Linked DNA regions of Mus musculus: all the other regions are linked to region 1. A link is a contact called in public Hi-C and promoter capture Hi-C data. All regions are on one chromosome and are shown on one strand. Each heading gives the region's core, a stretch centred on a gene start, on an enhancer-like site or on the middle of the called end of the contact. The rest is flanking DNA. Distances are from core to core; before and after follow the strand shown. Region 1 holds the start of Asph (aspartate-beta-hydroxylase). Region 2 holds the start of Ndufaf6 (NADH:ubiquinone oxidoreductase complex assembly factor 6). Region 3 holds the start of Plekhf2 (pleckstrin homology domain containing, family F (with FYVE domain) member 2). Region 4 holds the start of 2610301B20Rik (RIKEN cDNA 2610301B20 gene). Region 5 overlaps Rab2a (RAB2A, member RAS oncogene family).

What was found. Promoter capture Hi-C pulls out the DNA fragments that hold promoters and counts their contacts. A called contact is a pair of places that touch in the nucleus more often than the background predicts.
Region 2: a promoter capture Hi-C map of pre-B cells shows a contact between it and region 1, with 2.4 times the contacts expected there. The contact joins the promoter of Ndufaf6 here to the promoter of Asph in region 1. A contact is called at or near these places in 8 of 39 promoter capture datasets (the 3T3-L1 cell line, 3T3-L1-derived adipocytes, the HPC-7 cell line and 4 more) and 1 of 115 datasets of contacts at active chromatin or transcription factors (astrocytes).
Region 3: a Hi-C map of muscle stem cells shows a contact between it and region 1, with 4 times the contacts expected there. The contact joins the promoter of Plekhf2 here to the promoter of Asph in region 1. A contact is called at or near these places in 6 of 39 promoter capture datasets (cranial neural crest, embryonic stem cells, frontonasal cranial neural crest and 2 more), 1 of 484 Hi-C or Micro-C datasets (muscle stem cells) and 6 of 115 datasets of contacts at active chromatin or transcription factors (astrocytes, embryonic forebrain, embryonic stem cells and 3 more).
Region 4: a promoter capture Hi-C map of liver shows a contact between it and region 1, with 7 times the contacts expected there. The contact joins the promoter of 2610301B20Rik here to the promoter of Asph in region 1. A contact is called at or near these places in 9 of 39 promoter capture datasets (the C10 cell line, the SN4741 cell line, cranial neural crest and 5 more), 1 of 15 datasets of contacts at CTCF or cohesin (pro-B cells), 5 of 484 Hi-C or Micro-C datasets (B cells, Th1 cells, embryonic fibroblasts and 2 more), 9 of 115 datasets of contacts at active chromatin or transcription factors (astrocytes, cardiomyocytes, embryonic stem cells and 6 more) and 2 of 9 other capture datasets (embryonic stem cells and liver).
Region 5: a Hi-C map of cerebellum shows a contact between it and region 1, with 2.8 times the contacts expected there. The contact joins the enhancer-like site here to the promoter of Asph in region 1. A contact is called at or near these places in 3 of 39 promoter capture datasets (the 3T3-L1 cell line, the C10 cell line and hippocampal neurons), 3 of 484 Hi-C or Micro-C datasets (cerebellar granule neurons, cerebellum and pro-B cells), 4 of 115 datasets of contacts at active chromatin or transcription factors (the 230-238 cell line, astrocytes, differentiating embryonic stem cells and 1 more) and 2 of 9 other capture datasets (adipose tissue and liver).

Annotation. Positions count from the first base shown.
Region 1 is chr4:9,667,814-9,670,485 of GRCm38.p6, forward strand. It overlaps Asph (aspartate-beta-hydroxylase), which reads right to left and starts at 1,349. Exons shown (of 24, transcript NM_023066.3): 1 at 968-1,349. The coding sequence starts at 1,097.
Region 2 is chr4:11,074,888-11,077,559 of GRCm38.p6, forward strand. It overlaps Ndufaf6 (NADH:ubiquinone oxidoreductase complex assembly factor 6), which reads right to left and starts at 1,318. Exons shown (of 9, transcript NM_001085493.2): 1 at 1,093-1,318. The coding sequence starts at 1,289.
Region 3 is chr4:11,006,292-11,008,963 of GRCm38.p6, forward strand. Plekhf2 (pleckstrin homology domain containing, family F (with FYVE domain) member 2) reads right to left here and starts at 1,328. Exons shown (of 2, transcript NM_175175.4): 1 at 1,102-1,328.
Region 4 is chr4:10,873,137-10,875,808 of GRCm38.p6, forward strand. 2610301B20Rik (RIKEN cDNA 2610301B20 gene) reads left to right here and starts at 1,362. Exons shown (of 6, transcript NM_026005.3): 1 at 1,362-1,636. The coding sequence starts at 1,479. n-TSaga9 (a tRNA gene) reads left to right here and starts at 928; the gene lies at 928-1,009.
Region 5 is chr4:8,604,349-8,607,020 of GRCm38.p6, forward strand. Rab2a (RAB2A, member RAS oncogene family) reads left to right here. Exons shown (of 8, transcript NM_021518.3): 7 at 26-94; 8 at 2,060-2,672. The coding sequence ends at 2,155. Among named protein-coding and RNA genes, the nearest start is that of Gm42253, 39 kb to the right of the region's middle. Within about 2 kb of position 1,328, at least 41 of the 459 cell types and tissues checked have an H3K27ac peak or open chromatin away from gene starts, as enhancers often do. A contact at or near this core is called in cerebellum, where this site is marked.

The sequences.
Region 1 (2,672 bases), core at 99-2,598:
AGTGAAACAAAGACAATACATGAAGACAGAATATACATGAAGACAGCAAGTGCTATGAAGAAAAACCATAGTTGGCTCATCTATCGTCCTGACATATACTAATAAAACCATAATCATCCAATCTATATATGACATATAATAATGAGCTGCCCATAGACCAAAGCATAGAATCTAAATCATTTCCAGTGATATTGAGAGCTCACATTCAATACACATGTGTGTTCCAGTTCCAATATTCTAAATATGAGTCAAAGGAAATATAAGAGAAACCGAGAACCGGTGAAATCTGACACGAAACAGATTTAAAACATCTGTTCTCCACTCTGCTGGCTAAGCACATGGAGAAGAAAGGTGAATAACCAGTAGGGTTTTTTGTTTGTGGGTTTTGGGTTTTTTGTTTGGTTGGGTTTTTTTTTTGGGGGGGGGGGGGTTATGATTTTATTTTATTTTATTGAGAAAAGAAAAAGGAGGCACAGAGAAAATCCCTATAGTACTTTATGATGTCCCTTTGTATTTTAAAAGGCAAACGCAATACATATTAAGAAAACTAAACAAAACTCCTTAAAATAATTTGCAAGAACGAAGCATCAAGTCTCATCCCGGCCCTTGAATACACTCCTCCAAGCCGCTCCTCAACGCTGCTGGCCAGGCTGAAACTTACTTTCTCTGACTTTGGCTCAGGGTCAAGCGCCCCGAAAACTGCAAAAAGATAAAGGGCCCTCTACACCCAGCTTCCATCAGGAAAGGCAAGAAAGGGCCGGCCAATGCTCGGGCAGGCTGGTGCTAGGGGTCCCCCTCCGGCCGACTCTGCTCCTCCGCCTCCCCGCCCGGTGAGCGCGGCCTCGCCCCGCGCACACAGGAGCCTCGCTAAGGATGGAGAGGAGCGGCGGACGTAGGATCAGACCAGACCTGCAGCGCCCACCCGGCTCCCGCCCGCAGCCAGGGCCTGGCCTGCGGGGACTCTGACCTCTCCGAGCCCCGGGGCTACTGCTGCTACCGCTGCTACCCGTGCTCGGGCTACCGCTGCCCGAGCCGCTGCCGCTGCCGCTGCTGCTGCTGTTGCCGCCGCCGCCCTTGGCGTTCTTGCGCGGGGCCATCGCGAGCTGCTCCGGGGACTGCAGAGAACCGGGGCCTTGCTGAGTGCACTAGGGACACCGGGGCTTCGAGACTCCTGTAGCAGCGCCTTAGCGTCCACTGCGCTCGCTGCGCCTCGGACGACTTGCACCAGCGTGCAGCCGCGCGGTTAGCCTCGCGTGCGCCCAGCCTGCGACTCCTTAGGCTGCCAAGAGCGCTCAGCTCCCCCCGGCCTCGGCCCCGCCCACGCCAGCCTCTGCCCACCCACCAGATCTGAAAGACGCCAACACGAGCCAATCCCGAGGACCGCTGGCAGGGGGCGGGGCAGGCTACGCGCGCCTGCCCTCCTCAGGCCAAAGCTTGTCTTTTGCTGCGCAGTGACTGCAAAGCCCCAGCGGCTTGTGGCTTTCTAGTCTGCCTGGATCCTCTGGAACGTGGCAAACGTGGAAGCCGGCAGGACTCTCGCGAGCGTTGGTGTTCTGGCTCCAACGGGATGGGGCGGGTATGAGGGCGGTGCCCGAGAGCTGCGCACCACCTCTTGGCTTCTTGGGAATTTGGTTCCGGTGCCTAAGTACGACCAAGGGTGCAAGCCCTCTCTTTGAAAAGGATTTGCCACAGTTCCGCCAGTACACTGTGATTGTTGAGCCTTCCAGTGTCAAAAATAAGGATTTGTGCCATCAGTAGTTTTGGAGAACCTTTAGTTAAGACATTAAAATGTTAACATGACTCAAAAACCCTATTTTCTTAACCATGCACAACACTCTCATCACACTAATACCTAGAATTTCTTCATGTCCCCAGCCATTGATCTCCTATGCTTATGCAGTGTACTGCGTCGGGATTGAGAACTGAATATTCAAAAGAAAAATGGCAACAGCTGGATGAACCAGCCAAGGTCCAGCAGAGACCATGATCATTTGTTACCAATTGCCCACATGGTGTCTGTGGGTAACAAAAAAACATGAAGTATGTGGTGATTTAATACATTGCTGTCAATGTCGAGATCTTCCAGGAGTTCTTGGAAGCAGCCCCTTGTAGAAGACCCAGAGTGAGCCACTGCTGTGGGACGACCCCTTCTGAGACTGCAGTTTCCTCAACCACCACTGACCATCATTAGGGTCCACTGGCCTCTGCCTTGTCAGCTGTGAATACTGGGTACCGCCCGGGGAAAAAAGTGGAACCCAAGAGCCTCACAGAACAGGGAAAAAGAGGGCATCGTTTTCACACAGCCATGAAGGTGGGTGCTGCCGTCCATTCTTACTGCATTTCTTTATCTCTGAGCCTCCTCGGCACCCAGGAGTCCTCTCTTTTGAACACAACTTCTTGCCCACAAAGGACATTCTTTCAGCAGGAAACAATGATGGGAATGGGGGGAGGCAGAGAGGCAAATCTGATCCATATCACTTAATGGAAGGTGCTGATATCTAAACTACAATAGATAAATAACTCTCCATCCCCAAGATAAAAAATTTTAATTACTCACAAAACACTATTATAGAGTTGATGCTTTAAAGGTTCAATCTTAACTAGCTTCCACAAATGTTTTAATCCCTTGTGCTGGCTGATTTTGTGTGTCAACGTGGCACAAGCTGGAGTCA
Region 2 (2,672 bases), core at 68-2,567, 1.4 Mb after region 1:
CAATAAAAACAACAAAACAAAACAAAAAAGACCCGACACTTGAGAGGCAGAGACCAGAAGGAGTTCCAGGCCAGCCTGGTCTACAGGGTCAACCACAGCTACATAAAAACCCTGTCTCAAAACAAACAAAAACCATACCGGATAACTGCTGTTAGCAGGGAGGGCAAAATGCAGGGGCGGTGTGGGTGGATGTAATTAAGCCATAGATTATTCATAGGGCTCAATTCCCATCAGGCCCAACCCCCACACATGTCTACAGAGGAAATCCCAGATGTCTTTCCTGACACCAGGTGAACAAAACACAAGTCATGAGGCTGTTCTTGTAAATCTCTGGCAAATCCCTTGTTCCCTTGAAATTATTAAACTTCATCTTAAAAATTGTATTTATTTTTATGTGTATGAGTGTTTGCGTACACATATGTCTATACACTGCTTACCTGGTGCTCAAGAAGGCCAGAAGAGAGCATTAGATCTCGTGTCGGGGCTGGGAATCAAACCTGAGCCTGTTCTCTTAACCGCTAACCCATTTCTCCAGCTCTTAATGCTCTAACTCTTAAACTCCCTTGATGGGAATCACAACTTGAAAGGAGAATTAAATAAGCTGCTTTGGACTTTACTTTTGTAAACAAAATTTTAGCTTTGAGGTTGCTTTGTAGTTAAATCTAAACCTCTGGCCAGTACCTCCTAAGAAGATGCGTCAAAAGTGAGTGTGCCAACTTTTGTGAGATGTGTTTATCCAAAGCACGCTGGGCAAGCACCCTACCAATGGACCTAAAAATGCGCAGGCCCCGTGAATTACTTTTAATAGTGCAGCACACAGAGCCCAAAGCCAGTTAACGGTGTTAAAGTCACTAGCTGTCCATGAATAAAAAGTGCTATGCATGCAAAGGTTGTAGGGTCCATTAACGTTAGGGTTCAGGCAGAGGATGTGCTGAGCCACGTGAACAGGCCTGCGGTCTCCTTCTCCAAGCACGGGCACAGAGCCCAGCAGAACGCAGGACCCGGAGGACGCAGCCCCAGGCTCGGGGTTCAGCGCTCTGCGTTCCACAGGCTCTGGGCTCTCGGGGATGTCCCCCGGGCGCGGCCACTCACCTCAGCAGCTCCAGGCAGTAGAGGTGGGAACCGGGGATGCCTGGCCCGCTGGCCGCCGCCACGCTGCGCCGGACCGCCGAGGGCCCCGGCAGGCGCCGCACACGTTCCCACGCATCCCGAGGCGGCTGGCGATGGAACAGGTTAGCCAAACCGAATGGCCTTGGGCCGCGGACAGAACCCAGCATGGAGGTCGCCATGACACCCGCTTCGGGTGCCCTCCGACCCTGAGGCCACGCCCCCCGGAAAGTGGCCACGCCCCCGGCAGATCTCTGCAACTCCGCAAAGGAAGGACGCCACTCAGACCAGAGCCAGGTGTCGCTATAATCCTGCACATTGGTGACTTGGTTGTCCTCTCCAGCGTCCACTCCCACAGAACCCCAGAACGCCAAAAGGGATGGGTGCCTGCTTTTTAAAGAAGCGACTGACGTTACATCCTGTCACCCCAGAGACCCCCATCCTCTCTTGATCCTCTTCAAGGGCGCTATTGACACTTGTAACCGCACTGCTGGAAGCTTGTTGTACCTGAATGCCCACTATTCACCCACACACATTCCCAGAGACCTCCCAGCATAGCCCTGAACAGGTACACTGATTAGCCACTCTACCTCCAAGAGAAAAACACAAAGATGCTTGAGAGATGCACCAGGTTATGCCTCCATTATCAACCACTAAGGATAAAGGGGAAGGAGAGGAAGGGGGAGAGAGACAGAGACAAAATTTAATTTCTTTCCTTTTGCTTTCTTTTCCTTTTCCTTTTCTTTTTGTTTGTTTTTTGTTTCTTTTGTTTTTCGAGACAGGGTTCCTCTGTGTAGCCCTGGCTGACCTGGAACTCACTTTGTAGACCAGGCTGGCCTCGAACTCAAAATCCGCATGCCTCTGCCTCCTGAGTGCTGGGATTAAAGGCGAGCGCCACCACGCCCGGCTCCTTTTTCTTTTTTAACAGTAACAATATATCATTTGCTGTTAGTTGTCTCTCACAACACTCTAAAAGCCCAAGAGCATGGAGTCATTTGTTTCCTGCTTTAACCCATTGACAGTCCCTCGATGTTGTAAAATCTGACTTGCCTCTGTCATCTGTAACGCCAGCACTAAGAAGGCTGAGACAGGAAGTGTTGAGTGTTCAAAGTCAGCCTACACTACACAGTGAGGTTGAAGCAAGACAAAAAGAGGAAGTTGTGAACCTGAGATAGAAAAGTAGCCTCTCAGCCAGGAATCAGGCCAAAGCCTTTTGCCTGTGGAGAATTTAGAATTCCAGTATAAGGCTAGAGAGATGGGTCAGTCAGTAAAATGGTAAGATAGTACCAGATGAGGTGAAGGAGCTCAGAAGACAAAAAGGAGGCTCAGAGGGGCAGGAGACAAAAGAGGGTAATGGGAGGCAAATGTTGAAATACATTATGTACATGCCATAATGTGCTAATTTAAATACTTAAATACAACAGTTTAAAATACAATAAAATGATACTATACTACAAATGATATGTTGTTACCAACTATTATTAATTGAATAGTCTATAGGTATAGTGGCATGCACATATAATGCCAGCATTTGAGAGTTAGGGGGAAAAAGATAAAGAATTCAA
Region 3 (2,672 bases), core at 78-2,577, 1.3 Mb after region 1:
GATTAAAAATAGCCTGGGTTAATTCTGATTTAACCTGGGTCCTCCCACCCCTTAAGCTATAAAGGTACAAAGATAGGGGCTCAAAACTCATGCACCTTTAAGGAACGAAAAGGAAAAAGAATAAAAAAAAAACTGAATCGTCAAAATCACCCTAATCTGTTTGTTGTGGTCCTGGGGTTGTTTGTTTCAGACTCAAGCTGTAGCCAAGGCTGGCCTTGAACTCGCGGCAATGCTTCTGCCCTAGCCCGCGGGAGTGCTCAGAAAACCGGCATGAGCCAACACACTGGGTTATTTCACTTAGTCTTAAGACAACACATGCCTTAACGTTTCAACTGAACGTTCAACTCTAAATGGTTCTTTAACGAGTCTCTTAGGCAACATATTAAAACATAACAAAGAAGGCATTTACCAGTTTAATGTACTTGGGAGTCTGAATTACTGCTTAGGTGTATGTAACCTGAATACTAGTCATTTCCACTGCACACTCACACAACTTACTGCTTTAATATTCGAGGACTATACAAGGCTACTCGAGCAACTTGGGGAACCAGCTCTTGGCCTTTAATAACATTAAAAAAAAAAAAAAACTAGGCAAAAGATCATAAAACTTAAAAAAAAAAAACCCTTCAAGTAGCGTGTAAGCTACCGCTCCTATCTGAGCCAATTGTACGGTGCCATTTTCATATAAAGTCATAAAATAAACTGCTGGAGTCAGAGCGTGCCCCTGACGCCCAGACCCTGCAAAGTTTTCAGACCGCACGATCTGGGGACCCGAGTCCTGCTGCCCCACAACTTCGGGGGCGACGCGAGGTCCAGTCCCCAGCCGCCGTCTATGGTCCCGGCCCTGGCCCTCCGGGCGGCGTCCCGCGGACGGGCGCGGCGGGACCCAGGCGGTTCCAGCCCGAGCGCCGGCCCGGAGGGGAGCCGCCCGAGCGCCCCGTTTCCCACAGACCCCAACATGGCGTCGGCCGCCGCCGCCCGCGCCAACCCCTCCCCGCGCCACGGCTGGCCCGGGCCCGCGGGGATAGGCGCCCGCAAAGTTTCGCTTCTCCCTCCCCAGCCCGCCGCCGCCCGGTGCGTCCCGACCCCCATGGCACCTACCCGACCCCGCGCGGGCGGCGGCGCCGAGGGTGCGAGTCCTCCTAGTCGCCGACTCCGGGCGCGGACTCCGCCTGCTCCCCGACCCCAGCCTCGCAGGGTTGCGTGGGGCCCCGCGAGGCCGGCGCGATCCGGACGCGGCGGGCGCAGCCGCTCGCAGGTGACTTCACCGCCCCTCCAGTCGAACCCGACAACGGCCGCTCCGGCTGGCTTCCCTCCTGCGCGCGCACCGGCGCGCCCCCGCCCAAGCGCCAAACACGGGCACGAGCACACCCGCCCTGCCCTTTCTTCCCGGCTCCCTCGCCCCGCCCATCGCCTTGCCCCGCCCCTCCATCCCCACGCGACCGCACGGGGGGCGGGCTCTTCAGCGGAGGCCACACCCACTCGGGGGCCTCCCCCGGCGGGGTTGGGGAACGCGCGCCTCTGCAGAGGTGACGCGCGTCTGAGCCAGCTGAGGCTGGACTGGGTCGCCTGACCTGACTTTCCTGACTCGGGCTAGCCTTCGGAAAGGGCTCTTAAGCAGTCCGCGAAGTTCTCTGGAAGAATGGGCGGAAGCTGCCTCCACGCCTCCCGCCCTAAGGAACAGGAAAGGCTTTGCTTCTCGCCACCCAACCGCGTCTGCCAACCCCGCCCGGCTCGGCCATTCAGCCGAACACCTGCTGTCGCTTTCTCCCAAGCCAGGGGTCTGCGCTTACCGCACCCATGACCCGCAGGCTCCTGTGTAACCTTATGCCGAAGAACTCCGCTCTTTTCAAAACTTCCCCTCGGCCAACTGCTTCGCGTACCTAGAACTCGGTGCTACCATGACGCTGGGTTAGAAGAGCGTTTACTAGGCGCTGCGGAGAGATAGCAGAGGCATCTAGGCTGGCTGGCTGGGAAAAGCACACCGTTTAAACAGGAAAGGGGTAGAAATTGGGTTATTATTAAAGTTTTATTCAGGAATTTTCTTTTTAGCCTCCTGTTGAGCAGTTCTCAACCTGCGGATCACAGGAGTCGCCTAAGACCATCGGAGAACATATTTTGCATTATGATTCATAACAGCAAAATTACAGTTATGAAGTAGTAACAAATAATTATATGGTGGAGACCACCGCAATAGGAGGAGCTATATTAAAGCATTAAGAAGATTGAGAGCTGCCGGGCGGTGTTGGACACGCCTTTAATCCCAGCACTTGGGAGGCAGAGGCAGGCGGAATCCTGAGTTCAAGGCCAGCCTGGTCTACAGAGAAACTCTGTCTCGAAAAACAAGAAGAAGAAGAGGAAGAGGAAGAAGAATGTCTGTGAAACAAATACAGTTGTTTTAAATTAGTATCCAGAACAAAACTGGCAAAGGAGATCAGTTGTCGTAATAGGGATAGTTACAGGATTTCAATCGTATACACACACAATCTTTATGTGTGCTAGACTAAGCACACTCTAAAATCTTTTTAAATTTTAAGATTAGGAACTGCTGTGTTTCTAGTGTCATCAATAAAAATGTTGCTCTTCGAATGCCTTTAATCCCAGCACTCGGGAGGCAGAGGCAGGCAGATTTCTGAGTTTGAGGCCAGCCTGGTCTACAGAGAGTTCCAGGA
Region 4 (2,672 bases), core at 112-2,611, 1.2 Mb after region 1:
TCAACAATAGGCCGCCAAAAAAAAAAAAAAAAAAAAAAAAAAAAAAAAAAAAAAACCATCATCCTTCCAAAGGCTTCTGGTGAGCTGTTACCTACCATTTTTATATTGCGCACCGTTACATGTTGCTCCTCGGGAAATTTAAAACTATTTTGAACGAATTAAGTAAATGAAACTAACAAATCACCTGGCTCAGATGTCTGCCGAACTCAGAGTGCCGACTTCTTGGCTAATACAACTTTAGAAATGCAATGTGCTCGCTATGTTCATGAAGCGGTGCTGTGATCTAGGTCTGTGTTACAAACCGACTCCAGGGAGGCTGAGGTAGGAGAGACCTCAAGTTCTAAGGCTAGCCCAGGCTATATAGATATGACTGCCTGCTCAAACCATAAGAATTGAAAATACTGTGGGGGCTTGTTTTGTTTGTTTTGCTTTATTTTGTTTTGGGTTTTGCACCGTGGTTTATATTCTTTTTCAAAGTAGTGCTTCATATCCTGGTGAGACAGTCTTGCGATTCATAAATTGATAGGAATCACTATTTTATTGGTAATGAGAGAAAAACGGTCTAGGAGCTGCTTGTCAAAGGAAAACTAGAAGTGTGCGGGGAAGCTGGGAGGCTGGCCAGAGGTCCTGCAATTCCAGTCTCTCTACTGCAAATGCCTCTATCAATAAGAAAGTAGCCGGGGCCCCTCTCTCGCTTCTCTCCCTCCCTTTCTCCTCTCGACCGCACCCCCCCCCCCACCCCCCACTCTAGCTTTGAAGACTCAGCTCCAACACTTTTATGTCACAGAAAAGAGGGGCAGAATTCTTCAAAGCACAATGTTCGAATGTGCTTAAGCTTTTTCACTCCGATCCAAGCCAGCTTGAGTGCGGCATAAGTTTCCAATGCAGAGTCTACATAGAATCTTCCTGCCAAAATTAGCATCACCAGTAGTCGTGGCCGAGTGGTTAAGGCGATGGACTAGAAATCCATTGGGGTCTCCCCGCGCAGGTTCGAATCCTGCCGACTACGGAAGGGAATGTTTTTTGCCACCGAATGAATAATTTTGGATCTGCAGATTCCCCGATGAAACATACAGCCTGCCAAAGCGACCAGGGGTCGCCACGGGGTGGAAAGAGAGGCTGTTGGGGTGGAAAGAGAGACTGTTTGTGATCAGGCGCCGGAGCGGAGCGGGAGAGGTGAAGGGCAAAGCGGGCCCACAGGCTGCGTGGACGGCAAGGGAAGCGCTCCGGGCACGCAGGACCCACCGACAACATCCGCGGCGGCCGGCCTCAGCGGGTCCCCGGGCCTCGGGACCCCCTGCCACCGCGAGTGCGCGCCCGTCAGCGCCGCGGCAGCGCGCGCGCCCCCCGAGTCGCCCGGAGGTTTGCGCAGGCGCGGAAGGTTGTGGGGAACCCGCTCCCGGGCGCGTCGGTTTCTCGCGTTGCCGTGGAAACCACCGGCCAGCGAGGCTCGGGAGAGAAAGACGCGTCTGTTCAAGATGGCGAAGGACCTGGACGAACTTCTGGATGAAGTCGAGACCAAGTTCTGCAGACTCGACCCCTTGAGGCTGGACCTGGGTGAGCGGCCCAAAGGCGACGGCGGCGGCGGCTCGCACAGCGGCGACCGGAACGGAGCCCAGGAGAAAGAAACTCTCAGGTTAACGCAGGCGGGTGGACGGTTCTGCTACAGCCCTGCTCGGGGCGCCTAAGCCGGCCTCCGCCGCCGCGCGCCCCCGCGGCCTGGGCTACTGTCCTAGCCCTCGACGGCCCTCGGGTCACGGCTCAGACCCCGCCCCTGGGCGAGCCTGAGGGAGCTGAGACCCTACCTGACAGCCCTAACCTGACGTGGATCGGGGTGTCCCTCCCCTGAGACACGACAGGGCCACGCTGACCAGACCCACAGCGTTCTCATCGGCGAGGGGCCCTGACTGCAAATGTCGTGCCTCTCACGCCGTTACCAGGCAACCCTTAGGGAACCGGTAGGCCAGCTGTTAGAAGACCATTTTATTGTCTGATTTGTTTAAGCTCGAGGAGTTAGATGAGAGTATATTTAATTATTAAGAGTATCCATTGCAAATATCTGAATTAAATAAATTGCCCAGTTGCCTGCCATTCCCCGTGTCTCCAAAGTTAAGGGACCCAGCAAATGTCCTATTATATCCAGGTCGAAGTTTAAAGACACTTAAATCTTTGGGGATTTGAACAACAACAATAAAAAGCAGGCGTCGTTGCATTATCCTTTAAAGTGAGATCTTAGGCTCAGTAATAACTCCTGCTAGGACCTGCCGCTTGCCTAGACCATTGGGGGAAAGGCTGGTGTTTCTTCCATTAATGTATAAGGTATTACTTTGCAGTGTTTGCTTTGTGTTTGGCTTGGTTTTGTTCCTTTGTGGTTGGAGAGAATTTGTCAGGCCTTTTCATCTTGGAACCAACATAAAGAAGCTTAGACTGTCTCCACACTGAAAGGATGGCCATTTCTGTGGCTTCTCCCCAGCCATGTGATCTTTCCTGCCTGTGTCTGACTACCAGACTCCACCCACACCCTCCTCTCCCTGCCCCCACCTTAGCACATTTATAATGCCTAAAGTGAATCACAACTGTTATCACTTGTGTTAAACTTTTTATCAGGGACAATGATTAGAAGTTGTGCAAAAAACAACAGCAAATACCCTAAGCCAAGTTTTAAATACAGT
Region 5 (2,672 bases), core at 78-2,577, 1.1 Mb before region 1:
CCAATTTTTCTACTTTATATTTCAGGCATTTATTAACACAGCAAAAGAAATTTATGAAAAAATCCAAGAAGGGGTCTTTGACATTAATAATGAGGTATGTATATGCAAATATTGTTCACTAAACACTAACTTTGAATTGACATCTACCTAGTATTTGGAGTCCTGATTTTATTATTTATTTTTTATTTCTAAAATGGTTCAGTTGGTCATCCATTGGCACATTAGTTAGCAATCGTCTCTCTGAAAGCCTGGTACATAGAGTACAATAGGTAGGTGCTTATGTTACCTGTGTGTGGAGCACTTCAGTTAGGTGCTCAGTTATGGTACATAGAGTACAATAGGTAGGTGCTTATGTTACCTGTGTGTGGAGCACTTCAGTTAGGTGCCATATGCTAGTAGAGTATCACTTACGGAATTGGACTAAAATAAAAGGCCCTGTTTATCCATTGCAAACTGTGAAAAAGAATGTAAACTACCTCAGTTGCAAAGGAAACCTGCGTTTACCCACATGGACTTATTCTTTGGGGAGTAAGATATCCAAAATAAATGCATGGCCTGTGGACTCTTGCAACATGGTCTCTGCTGGTATGAAAGAAGGCAATTCTCAATTTGGAAATACTCTAATTAGAGCAAAACACATTTTTCAGAAGACCAAATAAATATACATAATTAACAGTTGGCATAGCTTTCTCTCGTGTTATTTTGAACACAGTTTGATCAGCATGATTGGGACAAAGTGTGTCATTTAGATGATTGTGAATGTCCACTAGCTGTCATTTTTACCTAAATCCCCTCTCTGTGTTTATCCTTACTTCAAAACGTTTAAGTAAATAGAATATGTTATTTACTTTCATATAAGCATTTCTGTTACTTTGTATTAAAGACATCTAAAAGATGCTCTTGGCCAGTACCTATATGAGGCTCTTAGCAGTTTACCTTTGGTTTCCAAAAAGTACCTGATTTTTTTTTTTTTTTTTAATTTAGAATAGTGTGACTTTAAATCTTACCTTTAGACTTACATGGCAATACTTATTGAGTTAATTTAAAGGTGACACCATTTAGAGACTAATCCCCTATAAATTGAACAGTAATTGGCCCTCTGTTTAAAGGATACATGTGCTGTTTCTGTCTGATTTCATACAGTAGCTAACTGCTTTACTGTGTTTTGTGCAGCTTTGATTGTAATGTGCTGTCAGAAGCCAACAGGCCATGCTATTTATTTGGCCTGATGCCAAGGCTGACTCCTTGATTCCTCAAGAAGTTGCTACCAGCCCAGAGGGGGCAGAACCAATGAGCCATAGGGCAAGCTTTTTATTAAAGAGGAGTCAAAGAGCGAAAAGAAACCACATCAGCCACTGTCAATAGTGAGCCAGTGCCAGAAGCCCCAAGGCTACTACAGTTGCAGAATAACTGCCAAGCACCGTAAATCTGAGATTTACTGTGACGCAGAGTTTCCTTAAGAGCTTCATTTCTGCAGCTACTGTATTACTTTTCTCAAAGTGTTGTATTTTTAGGTAAAATCCACTTGAGGGATTGAGGGTTAAGACACAGTGTGAATTTGACGAATGAAAGAACCACTCTGTGTGTGGGTTCTTGGCAACTTGCCATGTCTTTGGGGATCACAGAAATTATTGATGGCACAGAACACTCATGTTCCTCAGCCTGCACAGCTGATTCAACATGGAACAGAAATGCTGTCTAAAAGAAAGATTTTAAATCCAGTTAGAGTAGCGAAGGCTTTGGATAGCTTTACTCTTTGATAAGCATCCCATATACTAATTGTTACAAGTCCTCTCCTCGCTGTGAACCTCTGACAAGCAGCACTATCTGATTTCTGCTGACCAGTTCTAAAACGACCTCTTTCCAACACATCTCCTCTGTGTTGTTTTTAAAAGAAGCAACAACCCCATTTCAAAAAACCTACTTAAAATATTTTTTAGAGTTGTTTGGCAAAATTAAATCACTAAGAATTATGTGAATTTTTTTAAAAAAAATAATAATCTAGTCTACTGCCTGGTTGAGTCTGCTTTATTTACAGTCCTGTTCTCTTGTACTTCAGGCAAACGGCATTAAAATTGGCCCTCAGCACGCTGCTACCAACGCATCTCATGGAAGCAACCAAGGCGGACAGCAGGCAGGGGGAGGCTGCTGTTGAGTCTGGTGTTACCGGCTAGCTGCCCAGTGGAGCCACGCACTCTGTCACCCTCTTTCCTCATGCTCAGCTGAGACATGAAACTATTGAAATGGCTTTATGTCACAGGAGACTTTAATCCTTCAGATTCTTGTATAACTTTGAATAAATGGTTAATGTTCACTTAAAAAGACAGATTTTGGAGATTGTATTCATATCTATTTGCATTTGATTTCTAGGTCAATTGATGTGATTATTTTTGTTAAATGTTGTCTTGTGCCCTTAACTACGAGCTGAATTGTATTAAACACTACAAAGTCATGGTGAGTATTTTAAATCAGTTTGTGTAGTTAGGTTTCCCAACACCTGTGGTTACCTAATGTTTAATATTATAGGACTGTCCTCAAAAAGTTTGTCAACTTTCAAGGATATAAGGAAAACCAGAACTCTTTGACTTCTGTATTTATCATTTGCTTTCTGTATATATAGTTTAATAACCTGCTTGGGTGTGATTTGCCAAGCTTGAACTCTAATGCATTTG